Regions from separate parts of the Mus musculus genome. Here region 1 is linked to region 2. Evidence: chromatin contacts called from public promoter capture Hi-C data. All regions are on one chromosome and are shown on one strand. The core of a region is the stretch at or near the end of the contact, and the rest is flanking DNA. Distances in the headings are between cores, read along the strand shown.

The links. Promoter capture Hi-C pulls out the DNA fragments that hold promoters and counts their contacts.
Region 1: a contact with region 2 is called in a promoter capture Hi-C map of hippocampal neurons, with 3 times the contacts expected there. The contact joins the promoter of Tomm20 here to the promoter of Slc35f3 in region 2. A contact is called at or near these places in 4 of 39 promoter capture datasets (the HPC-7 cell line, frontonasal cranial neural crest, hippocampal neurons and 1 more) and 1 of 115 datasets of contacts at active chromatin or transcription factors (embryonic stem cells).

Annotation. Positions count from the first base shown.
Region 1 is chr8:126,942,921-126,949,067 of GRCm38.p6, reverse strand. Tomm20 (translocase of outer mitochondrial membrane 20) reads left to right here and starts at 3,147. Exons shown (of 5, transcript NM_024214.2): 1 at 3,147-3,464. The coding sequence starts at 3,344. LOC115486982 (a long non-coding RNA gene) reads left to right here and starts at 3,471. Exons shown (of 2, transcript XR_003947623.1): 1 at 3,471-5,471. LOC115487043 (a small nucleolar RNA gene) reads left to right here and starts at 4,088; the gene lies at 4,088-4,221. It overlaps Rbm34 (RNA binding motif protein 34), which reads left to right. Exons shown (of 11, transcript NM_172762.3): 11 at 1-1,896.
Region 2 is chr8:126,136,567-126,142,321 of GRCm38.p6, reverse strand. It overlaps Slc35f3 (solute carrier family 35, member F3), which reads right to left and starts at 3,197. Exons shown (of 8, transcript NM_001363500.1): 1 at 3,147-3,197; 2 at 2,579-2,808. The coding sequence starts at 2,804.

The DNA.
Region 1 (6,147 bases), core at 1,898-4,397, 810 kb before region 2:
GTATTTAAAGAAAAATAATAAACATTAATACTCTGTGTTTAGGATAAGTGTTCAAATGGTCACTGTGAGAATACTGATTCCAGGTATAGTCACAGTCCCTAAGAAAGACTTGTGAGCTGTGTAAAACACACACGCACATTCTTCACTTCTCATTTTTCTTTCTCTTGCAATTGTAGTATAGATCTACATTTCTTATCCCATATATCTAATAATTGCTAACCAATAAGACTGATAGGATAAGAGTGACTATCTTCTAATTCGTTGCCAGTGACTACAGTGGTCAATGATGTCCTTGGCTATTAGGTGTGTGTGTGTGTGGAGGGGGGGGTGCTCATAAGAAAAATACTCTTCCAGGAAAATGTGATGCTTAAATTAGTATCACTCAGAATGAAACAGCTGTCCCAGAAAGTTTAAAGACAGCATCTAATAAATGATGTTAATTAAACTGCAGTCTTTAAAGTTGAATGACATGACAACATGGTGCTGCATTCCCTAAGTTCCAGACACATCTTACCAAGCTGGGGCTGGATCCAGGATGAAGTGGGGGAAGCAGGAAGCCAAGGCTGATTCAGGCAGGCAGAGTCCAGTAGGCAAGAGGGTAGGATAAGTTTTCACTCTTTTAGTTGTAAAAGTTCTGTCTTTGGGAAATGCCATGTAGAAAACCTAATGAGGTCTTTAAAACATAGCTCTAGGGGCTGGAGAGATGGCTCAGCAGTTAAGAATACTGACTGCTCTTCCAAAGGTCCTGAGTTCAAATCTCAGCAACCACATAGTAGCTCGCAACCATCCGTAATGAGATCTGATGCCCTCTTCTGTTGTTTGTTTGTTTGAGACAGGGTTTCTCTGTATAGCCTTGGCTGTCCTGGAACTCACTTTGCAGACCAGGCTGACCTTGAACTCAGAAATCCGCCTGCCTCTGCCCCCCAAGTGCTGGGATTAAAGGCGTGCGCCACCATGCCTGGCTGATGCTCTCTTCTGGAATGTCTGGATACAACTACAGTGTACTTACACATAAATAAATCTTAAACAAAAAACAAACAAACCCCATAGCTCTAGAGGCTGGAGAGTTGGTTTCTTGGTTAAGAGCATGCACTGCTCTTCAGAGTACCTAAGTTCAATTCCTAGTACCCACGTCAAGCAGTTCACAACTGTCTGTAACTTGAGCTCCTAGGTCCAACTCCTCTAGTCTCCCCAGACTTTGTGCACTTTTTCACTAACATAACCTACACACACATATATACAAGTAAAAAATAAAAGTGTGGGGCTGGAGAGATGGCTCAGTGGTTAAGAGCACTGACTGTTCTTCTAGAGGTCCTGAGTTCAATTCCCAGCAACCACATGGTGGCTCACAACCATCTGTCCGATGCACTCTTCTGCTGTGTGTCTGAAGTCAGCTACCGTGTACTCACATTAAATAAATATTAAAAAATAAATAAAAGTGTGTAGCTTTTACAGCAGAGAAAGCTCTATTTCCTGTATCCAAGACTGGATAATTTATGGTTGGTTTTCCTTACAGTATTTAGAACCTTTTCAGTTAAATTTCAGCAATTTTACCTGATCACTCTGGAGCATTTTTGCATAAACTATATAAAGATGTAACATTAGATTGTGCGTGCATATATAATCTATGTACAACTTACAGCTCCTGTGAGTGAGCAGGTTATATACATGCATAGATGTAACTTTATTTAATATGTGTATGATGTGAATGTGGAGGCCAGAAGAAAACTCTGGAGTTTTCTCCTTCCAAAGCATGGACTCACTCAGCCATCTCACTGGCCCTAGATACTTTGGAATTCGGTACTGTGTAACTGTTGAAATTCCTCCTTTAGAATGTGTGTGCTACTATGATTGTGTAAATCATTAAAAAATGTATTTTGTAGGAAATTTTCTAAAGATGCTTAGTGTAATTTCTTGGTACGTTCTATCTGATAAAATACTTAATAGCCACAAGACTATGTATATAAGTGGTCAAGAGTGGATAGAAGTTGGCTTTGTTATAAAAGTGCTGGCTAAGTACTGATTAGTCATGAGTATGAAACATTTTTTTCTTGTAAACTTTTTTTCTCCCTTAACATAGCTTCAAAAAATCCTTAAAGGGGCTAGAGAGATGGCTCAGCAGTTAAGAGCACTGGCTATTCTTCCAGAGGTGCTGAGTTCAATTCCCAGCGACCACACGGTGGCTCACGACCATCTGTAATGCTATCTAATGCTCTTTTCTGGTACGAAGGTGTACATGCAGGTAGAGCACTCATATGCATAAATGAAAAAAAAAAGCATTCTTACAATGAGAGGTGCAGGAAAGGCTTGCATCGGCTACCTCTTATCACTGTACCCAATTCTCAGAGACTGCAGCATAGCTTGTCACTGTCCCAGGTTTCGATGTTTCCTCAGTGAAGGGAGCAGTTGCTGTACCAGACTGCCTTTCCTTCAAAAGCCAGCCACAAGTGTGGTGGGTGGGTTCGAGCATTAGTAACGAGCTGGTTGGGAATCTTGATGGGGGTTGTGGAGGAGGGAGAGAACGACAAGACTGCAGTTTAATGACGGCACAAATCAGGGCCACCCATAGACTTTTTTTTTTTTTTTTTTTGCCCTTCTGCATTCCTTACAGGTTAAATTTTTTTGAACGAATTAACCCATTTTTCTTCTCCGCACCAGGGCTACATCATAAAATTATTTTGCAGTCAATCATTGTGTCTAATCTCAGTCACAACGCAATTTACAAAGCAAATACTGCCAGATCAGGCGGCTCAGGTCTTCCTTTAAAACCACAGCTCAGAGGATGAGGCAAAAGGATTGCAGGTTCGAGGCCAGGGCAGACTACACAGCAAGTTCCAGACCCTACTATGCTACAAGGGGAGAGCCCGTCTCAAAAACCTAAAAAGCAAACGCATGCACTTCAAGTCACAGGCTTCCTGAAGGACACAGTGAGATGAGATGCTGTTCTCAGCCGGCTCCCACCTTCGTCTTTCATTAGCAAGGACAGTGGATTAGAGGCTTCTGACTCAGCACGCCACAAACACGTGCTGCCCCTGACCCCCTGGTCACGGGATGACGCACAAATCCTTCTGCAGTGCACGCCCCGCCCCCAGCTTGGCGTCTCAGCCGCGCAGACTGGGTCCATCTGCGCGTGCGCACCAGGCGTTCCCGCGCAGGCACCGCCGCGGACAGCCCGCCGCGGACCTTCCCCCGGGGTCCTCGCGCGCCGGAAGTCCTCGCGCTCGGCCTTTTCCGTCTGGACTGGAGGCAGGCGGCTGCGAGCGGCCGGCGTGCTCCGATCGGTCGGAGCTAACCGCTGCCAGGCGGGCTGCCGCGGCCCGGCGTACGCCCCAGTCGAGCGAAGATGGTGGGCCGGAACAGCGCCATCGCCGCGGGCGTGTGCGGTGCCCTCTTCATCGGGTACTGCATCTACTTCGACCGCAAAAGGCGGAGTGACCCCAACTTCAAGAACAGGCTTCGAGAACGTGAGTGGGCCCCGCGCGCCCCCGAGTGCTCCCCGGCGTCGCGCTCTTGCGGCCAGGGTCCCGCCTGTGCCCGCGGGCCTCCATCTTGGAGGCGACCTGGCTCCATCTTGCTGGCGGTGGAATGCATGCTGATTCGGGGGAGGGGTAGCACTTTTTTGCCTTTCCCCAGCTCTGTAATTCTGGGGGATGGGGGGTGGGAGACAGGTCTTTAGCTCAGGTTAAGGTGGTTATCCTCCAGTTTCAAGGTCTCACCACGCCCAGCTCCATTCCCCCCCACTCAACTTGTGTTGAAGACAGGGTCCTCCTGTGTAGCTCAGGCTGTAACCCGCGCTAGCCTCGACCTCGTGGCAGCCAGCACCACCACCACCTCCCCAGCCCCCCGCTTCAACCTAGTGCTGTGATAACAGGCACGAGCCTTTCTCTATAACAGTCACCGTTGAAAACAATCATTCTTTATGTGTGTTTACGACAGGGGACTGCTGCAGTTGGTAGGTCGGCTTCGAACTCTTGGTGCCTCTCATTGCTAGCTTTTCAGACGGGTGCCTACCCCGAAGGCGGTGGTGCTCTATTCAGCAAACCCGTCGACGGTGCTGCCCCAGCACTAGCACAGTGGGGTGTCGTCCTTGCATTCTTAAACCCTCTTGGCAGCTTTGCTCTGGTGCTTCCAAGATATGAGTGAATGCTAGACAAAGTGCGGGGGAGTCCAAAGGGCTGCGCTCCTCACGTGGCTCAGTCTTATTTCATACCTGCGACATCTTCAAAGAGTTTTACCGGAGGGAAATCTTGGCACGCCTTGGGAAGTCATGGACATGTGATCCACCCATGAATTTACAGAGACTCTTTATTTTTCAATATATAGTCTGAAAGCACATTTGTTGGAATAATCTGGCCTTTTTTGTTTCGCTTTCTTGGGGGCTGCAGTCAGTCAGTTACTCCATTCTCTCGAATTTCTAAATGAGTTTTTTAATTTTTCGTAGTTATATATGGTCGGAGACTAATGAATTAGACGTACATCCTTTAATACTCATTATAGGACTTCCAGGACTTTTTGAGCCCGTAGGCCCCAAGTAGCCTCATCGTTTTCTTCACGTGGGGAGATAAGGAGAGTGTGTTTTTGTCCGATGGCTAGGTAGAGTAATGCGAAGAATGCATCTTGGATTTATAGACTGCGTTTTGGGGACCAGATTGCGTACTGACCAGCAGCATTCACTAAAAATCTCCTTAACTGTAAAGTACGGTGGTACAAGCTGCCTCTTGTTGGTTAGGTGGGATAAGTACTTGACCTACGGAAGGCTCCATAAATGCGGACTGTTAAGTGTGACTTTTGGGTCCACAAGTCTACTCAGTGTCTTGGGGCTGTGGGTCTACACATTGGGAGACAGCTAAGCAGGCTGATTGATTCCTTTGGAAAGCCTTGGTGGAAATCTTGAGAAAGTGGTTTTGGTTGAAGAAATAAGTTGTTTCAGGAAAATTATGGTTGTTTAAAACTTTTGAAGCCGGGCGTGTTGGTGCACGCCTTTAATCTCAGCACTCGGGAGGCAGAGGCAGGCAGATTTCTGAGTTTGAGGCCAGCCTGGGCTACAAATTGAGTTCCAGGACAGACAGGGCTACCCTGTCTCCAAAACAAAAACTTTTGAGGCAAGCTCACTCTGCAGACCTGTCTAGCCTGGAACTCAGAGATAAACCTGCTTCAGCCTCCCAAATGGTAGGATTAAAGGCGCGGCAATAACGCCCTGCAAGGGTGTTCTTTTCAAAATCATCTTTGCAGTATTAACTTTTTTGCCCTTCCCGTGATTGAATCCATGGCCTTCTGCAGCCTAGGCCTTCCGCCTCTGCTCCTCCCTGTGGCTTTCTGTGCTAGACTGCTTGTTTTCTCCGCTTGCCTTTAGTCAGAACCAGTTGATTTCAGTGACTTACTGACTGCAGCAGTGACAAGAAGGCAGAGGGAAGCCACACTTCAGAAGTCCTTGGTACTGTTGCTGATCGGTAATTAGTGAATGCTACAAGGTTGGTTTGTTTTGGCAAATTTTTGCTACCAAGTAGCAGTAAATTCACAAGTCTCTAAACTATGTAGTTGGGTGATTCTTAAGAATTTGAATAATATGAATTTAATTTTTTTGATGTACATGTACATCTGCAATGAAAGGATGGTGTTCTAAGTCGGTTTGCCTTTTAATGAAAAGGGACTTAAATTTAGGATTTGAAATTAGATGTCTTTTTTTTTTTTTTAAAGATTTATTTATTATATGTAAGTACACTGTAGCTGTCTTCAGACACTCCAGAAGAGGGAGTCAGATCTCGTTACGGATGGTTGTGAGCCACCATGTGGTTGCTGGGATTTGAACTCTGGACCTTCAGAAGAGCAGTCGGGTGCTCTTACCCACTGAGCCATCTCACCAGCCCGAAATTAGATGTCTTAATTCAGATTGACTTCATTACCCCCACCCCACCTCCGTTGGTGTTAAGGCTTGATCTGAGGTTTCTAAATACTGTTCCCACCCTAGGTGCGCCTCATTTATACTGCACACTGTGAAGGATACTTCACTTAGGAATTCACTAAATATGTGATTTGTTTTAAATAATGGCTTGCTTGGATTTGGAGTGGTTCTGAATTTAGGCTTTGCATGCTTTTGTTTTGAGACACCATCTCTAATCCTGGCTGTTCTTGAACTCAGAGATTCCC
Region 2 (5,755 bases), core at 1,948-4,447:
CTTGGTGTGCAAACCTTAGGGCTTGAGTAACTAAGTACTTCAGAACCAAAGGCTCGCCCTGCAGAGGACATCTGGCGGTGCCTAAAAATGTTCTGGTTGTCAACTGGGGGAGGAGTGGCAATCTACTGCCATCCAATGAGCAGAGGCCAGGGATACTGCTCAATGCTGCGCAGACCCCACACAACAAAGAACGACCTAGAAAAACATCAACAGTGCCAAGATCCAACGGTTTAGGGTTAAAGGAAAGCTCGGCATCCAGAGTTCTGGAGCTCCTCTGGTGAAGTGTTTCTCTTGGAAGCACTGAAGCCTGAGTCCAATCCCCAGAACCTGCATAAAAAAGCAGGGTGTGATGTCACCTGTCTGAAATCCCAGCACTGGAGAGGTGGAAACAGGGGCTTGGCGGAGACTTGCTGGCTAGTCGGCCCAGACGACTCAGCAAATTCCAGGTTTGTGTGACTTGAAGAATGACACTCAAGGTTGCCCTCTGGCCTGTGCACACAGGTATATACACACACACACACACACACGCACATACACACACATGCATGCACACACACACACACACACACACACACACACACACACACTTTACCTTGTAATCACTGTCTCGTCTAGTTGGTTGAGTTCATGAATTAGGCAACAAACTAAGCAATGGCCTGGTGGCCCAGATGGATATACCTCTGTTATTATTTTTGGATCTGGGTAGAAATGGCAAACATCAGCGCTCTGGCCTAACCCCTCTCCTGCTGCATGAATAAAACATCAGAGCCTCTAAATTTAAACTTAAAGCCAATTAATTCATCAGAATGTCACTTGTCACCTAAAGCATTTTAGTAGCGAGGAAATACCTTGGAAGAAGAAAGAATCCTCACAAGGAGAGGATAAATGGAGTGAGGATTTTGTTCACAGGGCAGCAAACACTGGAGCCTTGGTTTCTCCTAGTTATTCCTTCAGAGAAGCCTCTGAAAGATGGTGTTTATAATATTGCTGGTGTCACAAGTGACTTGTGTTCCATGTGGCCCTTCCTAGGTCTTACTACAAAGTATGTTGGAGTCTTTATAATAGAGTCTCCTTGCCCAAAAGCTGCTCACCAGCTCCCCCACAAATCACAAGCCTCAGCACAAGAGCACAGAGCCAGCCACGAAGGGAATCATAAAAATAAACCTTATCCTGACTTCGGAGCCGAGAGATGACTTCCCGAAGCCTGTAATTTACAGCGTCGTCTTCATTATAAATGCAGAGAACTGAGACACAGATCACAGAATATTTATTTTCTAACTGAAGTTTGCAAAGCAGGAAATCTGGGGGATCCCCTCCACACCCTCAGGAAAGCTAGGTTCTGAAAGGTTCCGATTCTTGCTACCCTTTGCTCAGTGGCTTTCAGTGACAGACAGCTTCCTTTTGCAATGAAAAGTCAAACCGTGTGGCAGAATCAAAGATGCGGGGTGTTCAGGGGGGATATGGGCATATCAGAAAGCTTTGTACTAGGTTACATACAATCACCACAGACCTTTAATCTCAAATCGGGCCATTGAAATCAAACACTCAAATACCATGCCCTTTATTACAAATAGCAACACAAGACCAAAGCCAACTGCTTGGACTTGAAGGTGTTAAGAATAATTCATGTAAAGACAAGCTCTTACTGGTAAATATCATCAAATTATAAAACAAATGTCTAGTGTTTCCCCTTAAGGGAAAACCAATACATTGTGTTGTAATTCCAAGCAACAAAAGGTTAAAAAATATCTTTCAGAATTATCAAGCTGTTGGTCTAGACTTTCTTACAAATGAATGAGTCATGCTTCCTTCTCAGACCCACCGAAGGAGTGAGCTGCAATCTTTTCCCAGTGTCTAACTACAGAGGCATAACTCGGGACCCTGGTAATATCTCAAACAATATCTTGAGTTTGTATTGGCAAATCTCTACCTTCCAAAGAAAACAAAATAGATGTCAGCAAGTCAGTCCTGCCTGCACAGGTAGTTTCTTCATGCCTCACCATTGCAGCCAAGGTCATCAGCTGAGGCTCAGGGTGAAGTCTGAGGTACCCCAACCTGGCCCCAAGAACTCATCTTCCGGAAACTCAAATACCTAGAAAGATCTGAACAAAATCCTCTCGCTTAGGACCCATACAATCCTAAACCAAAGAGACGGAGCTAGATCCAATGAATCTTTATCACTTCTCCTGAGAGATTAATTAAATTCCAGGCCCAAGGGCTGAGTTCTCCTGAGCTAACTGCACCAGGATCCAATGAGAAACCCACACAGACCAGTTCTCTGAAGCAGCTCTCACTGATAGACACAACAGGCTTACCCTCAGAATCACTCAGAAGTGGACACAGGTCAGGGAGGTGTCAGAGAAAATGTAACACAAAGCCCCCTCCCCCTCTCTCCCTCCCACCTCCACCTCTGCTTTCAGGACTTGAGAAACGCCTCCAGGCCTCTTCATCAAAGTTGCCTATCTGCATGTAGAAGAGAGGGTTCAGTGAACCATCCCTGTGCGCTTCCCTGGTAGCTGTGTCTCTGGCAGGGAGACCACTAGTGGGCAAGGGAATTACGGGGGAGGGGGGGTCTTACTTTTGTAGCTGGTCGCCCAGGGCTGGTAGCCATAGTAGCCTGTGATGCGCAGGATCCGCTCCTCGATGGATGTGAGTCCCACCGGTCCACTGGTGAGATCCTCCACAGAGCGAGACCATTTCAGATCCTCCTTGATCGCCTCATCCACCACCAAGTACTTGAGCTGCCGGAGCTGAGGACTGATGTCGGACAGTCTCCGCGGGCTGACGTCCGGTGACCTCCTCATGCCACTGAGGCCGCGGGAAGGCGGGATGAGTCAAGGGCAGAGAGGAGGAGATGTCAGTGAGGACTGGTGAGGACCCACGGCTACTCCCCTCGCGTTGCTTGCCATGTGCCCTGCTCCCAGGAACCTCGGCGTCGGGTCCCGCGCCCTACTCTGGGCGCCTCTGGCAACGTGAGCTAGGGCGAGTGGCCCGGAGATGCTGCTGAAACTTCCCAAGCTCCGCCACACACGACCGTCCCTCTGTCCCTCCCTCCCACCAGGAGAGCAGCAGTGCGGGTTAGGCAGGGTCGCGGATGCCCGGGGGCTACCTGCCTGCTGCCCTCCCGCGCCTGCAGCTCTACTCACACAGCAATGCTCTTGGTCCTGGAAGCGCCGCCGGGAAACTCTCGGATCCCCATGGGCGGCGGCAGCGAGTGGCCCGGGGCGCCCAGGCTGGAGCCGAGGGGAGCCGCGGCCGGAGCTCCCGGCAGCCGCCACAAAGGTCTGGACGCCCGTAGGTCGCCCGCGCCCGCTGCCCGGAGCCGGTGGCAGAACAGCGCCGCGCCCCTTGCCTGCCACCGCCGGCGCCCTAGTACTCGCGGTCACGGACGCCCAGGCTCCGGAGAGCGCGCCCGGTAGTGCGCTCCGGAGCCACCGGGACGCGAGGCTGTGGCGGCCTCGGCGCGCGTGGACCTGGCGGGGACGCGCGTTCAGATCCTCGCAGCCCGGAGTGTGCCAGGCTCCGCAAGCTCTGCAACCTTAGGGCGCGGGACCTGTCACGGTCCTGGCGTTCTGGTTTCGACACGTGAGTCTCTCGGTCTTTCCCCCCAACACCCACCCCAAACACAAACGCGCGCGCGCCACCCCAAAGAGCGCTGCTACTACGAAAGCAAACAGCAAACTAACCTGGCATTTCACAGTGCACACTAAGTGGCTTATTTAGAATAGGTGGCAATTGATTTGCTGGATCAAGCCCAGTCCTCAGCTCACACAGCTCAAGGAAAAGGGCACTAACTGCTTCAGTGCCCTCTACAGAGACTGTCGTCCTACCTAGCTTCCGATCAGTTTTTGTGTCTTGTTCCTAAGCCATTCTAGACCTCCAAATCACCCTCCATACTGCTCTTCTGCACTGAGCGCAAAGTCAGAAAATACGCAGATATATAAGAGAAGAAAAATAGCCTTATCACGTCCCGAAAGGTTACTATGAATTATAGCTAGATTCTATTCCAACATTTTTCTGAGTGTGAGATACATTTCCCCCAAGAGATCAAACCGCCTGCGCTACTTTATGTATTACTTTAGGAAAAGATATATTGTTCCTCCGAGAACTGGGAATAGAATAGAACTCACTTCCTCAACTTGCTGAACTTGCTGAAACCTGCTGCAAACAGGTAAGAAACTCCAGTTTTCCTGCTGGGAGACAACCTAGGGCTTCCTACCTTTGCTGTGCCTCTACAACATCTTACCGGCAGTCCTAGACAATTAAATTACACAAGAAAGGGAAGACGATGGCTGCTACATAGGAAGAAGTGAAAGAAAAAATGAAGTTGTCTTCCTAGATGACAGCCAAGCAGATCTGGAAAGTCTCAGAGCTGACCAAAACAAAAAACAAAAAAACTTCGGAATTAATAACTGTGATGTCAATCTTGATTGTCTGTCGATTTGATGTTAGAATTACCATGGAAACAAACCTTTGGGCATGTCTATGAGGGAGTTTTCAGATATGGGCAGCATCATTCCATGGGCTGGGTCCTGGCCTGATTAAAAAGGAGAAAATGAGCTGAGCATTTGTGTTCATCTTTCTCTGCTTCCTGTCTGTGGATACCTCGTGACCAGCTGCTTTTGTCTGTGGATACCATGTGACCAGCTGCTTCTGTCTGTTGACACTATGTGCCCGATGCCCTGTGGCTACCTCGTGACCAGCTGCCTCAGGCTCCCTCCACCAGGTCTTTTTTTTTTTTTTTTTTTTTTTTTTTTTTTTTTTTTTTACCACAATGGACTGAGTGTATTTTTAAACTGTGATCCAAAATAAATCCTTCTTCCTTGAGTTGCTTTTGTCTCGTATTTTGCCATAGTTACATGAAGTAACACAATAACTGGTGTTTTAAAAGGCTGAAAGATTCAAGGATAATGTACAAAACTTAACCACTTTCCTATCTGTCTACAATGGACAACTGGAATTTGAAACAAAAACAAAAACACAGTACTGTTTACAGGATCCTAAAAGTGTGGCTAATTACAAAATCAAGTGAAAGAAATGAAATTCAAATTGAACGCATTGTTAGTAACCAAGGTATCTTTGAACCTCAATGTATACATATTCTTGTCTCAAGACTCTGCCTTGGGTTTCTGGGTCAGTGATGGAAAGGACCAGGTGGCAGCTCCATCTGGGTTCCTTGGCACTTTGTTCATCTTTTAGTGACTTCAGGGTTGGGACCAAGACAGTGACAGCCAGACATTCCAGGAGCATCCGGTGTCAGAAACAATTATAGTCATTACCTGAAGGAGGTCAGGAGTTTAACATTTTCTATTCATAATAAATCTCAATGATTACACTCATCTGCGTGAACACAGTTTTGTGAGTCAGACTAATCAATGCCATTGCCTAACAGGGAAGATAATCTGCATATATTATAGATTTCTACAGCCTTTTAAAAACAAAGATTATTTATTGTAATTTTATATGTGTGTTTGCCTACATGCGTGTAAATGCACAACATGCATGCAGGGCCCATGGATGTCAGAAGAAGGCCTCAGATCCTTTGTGGTTGGAGTGACAGACACTTGTCAGTTGCCATGTGGGCCCTGGGTATATAACCCAGGCCATCCATAAGAGCAGCAAACCACTGGCCATTGAAGCCATCACTTTAATACTCTATAGCTATTCTTCATACCAGTTAATAGAACTTTAACTCATAAGCTTTAAAACATGACTTTATTGGGATATGATCTTTTTCAGCATGAGAATGACTATT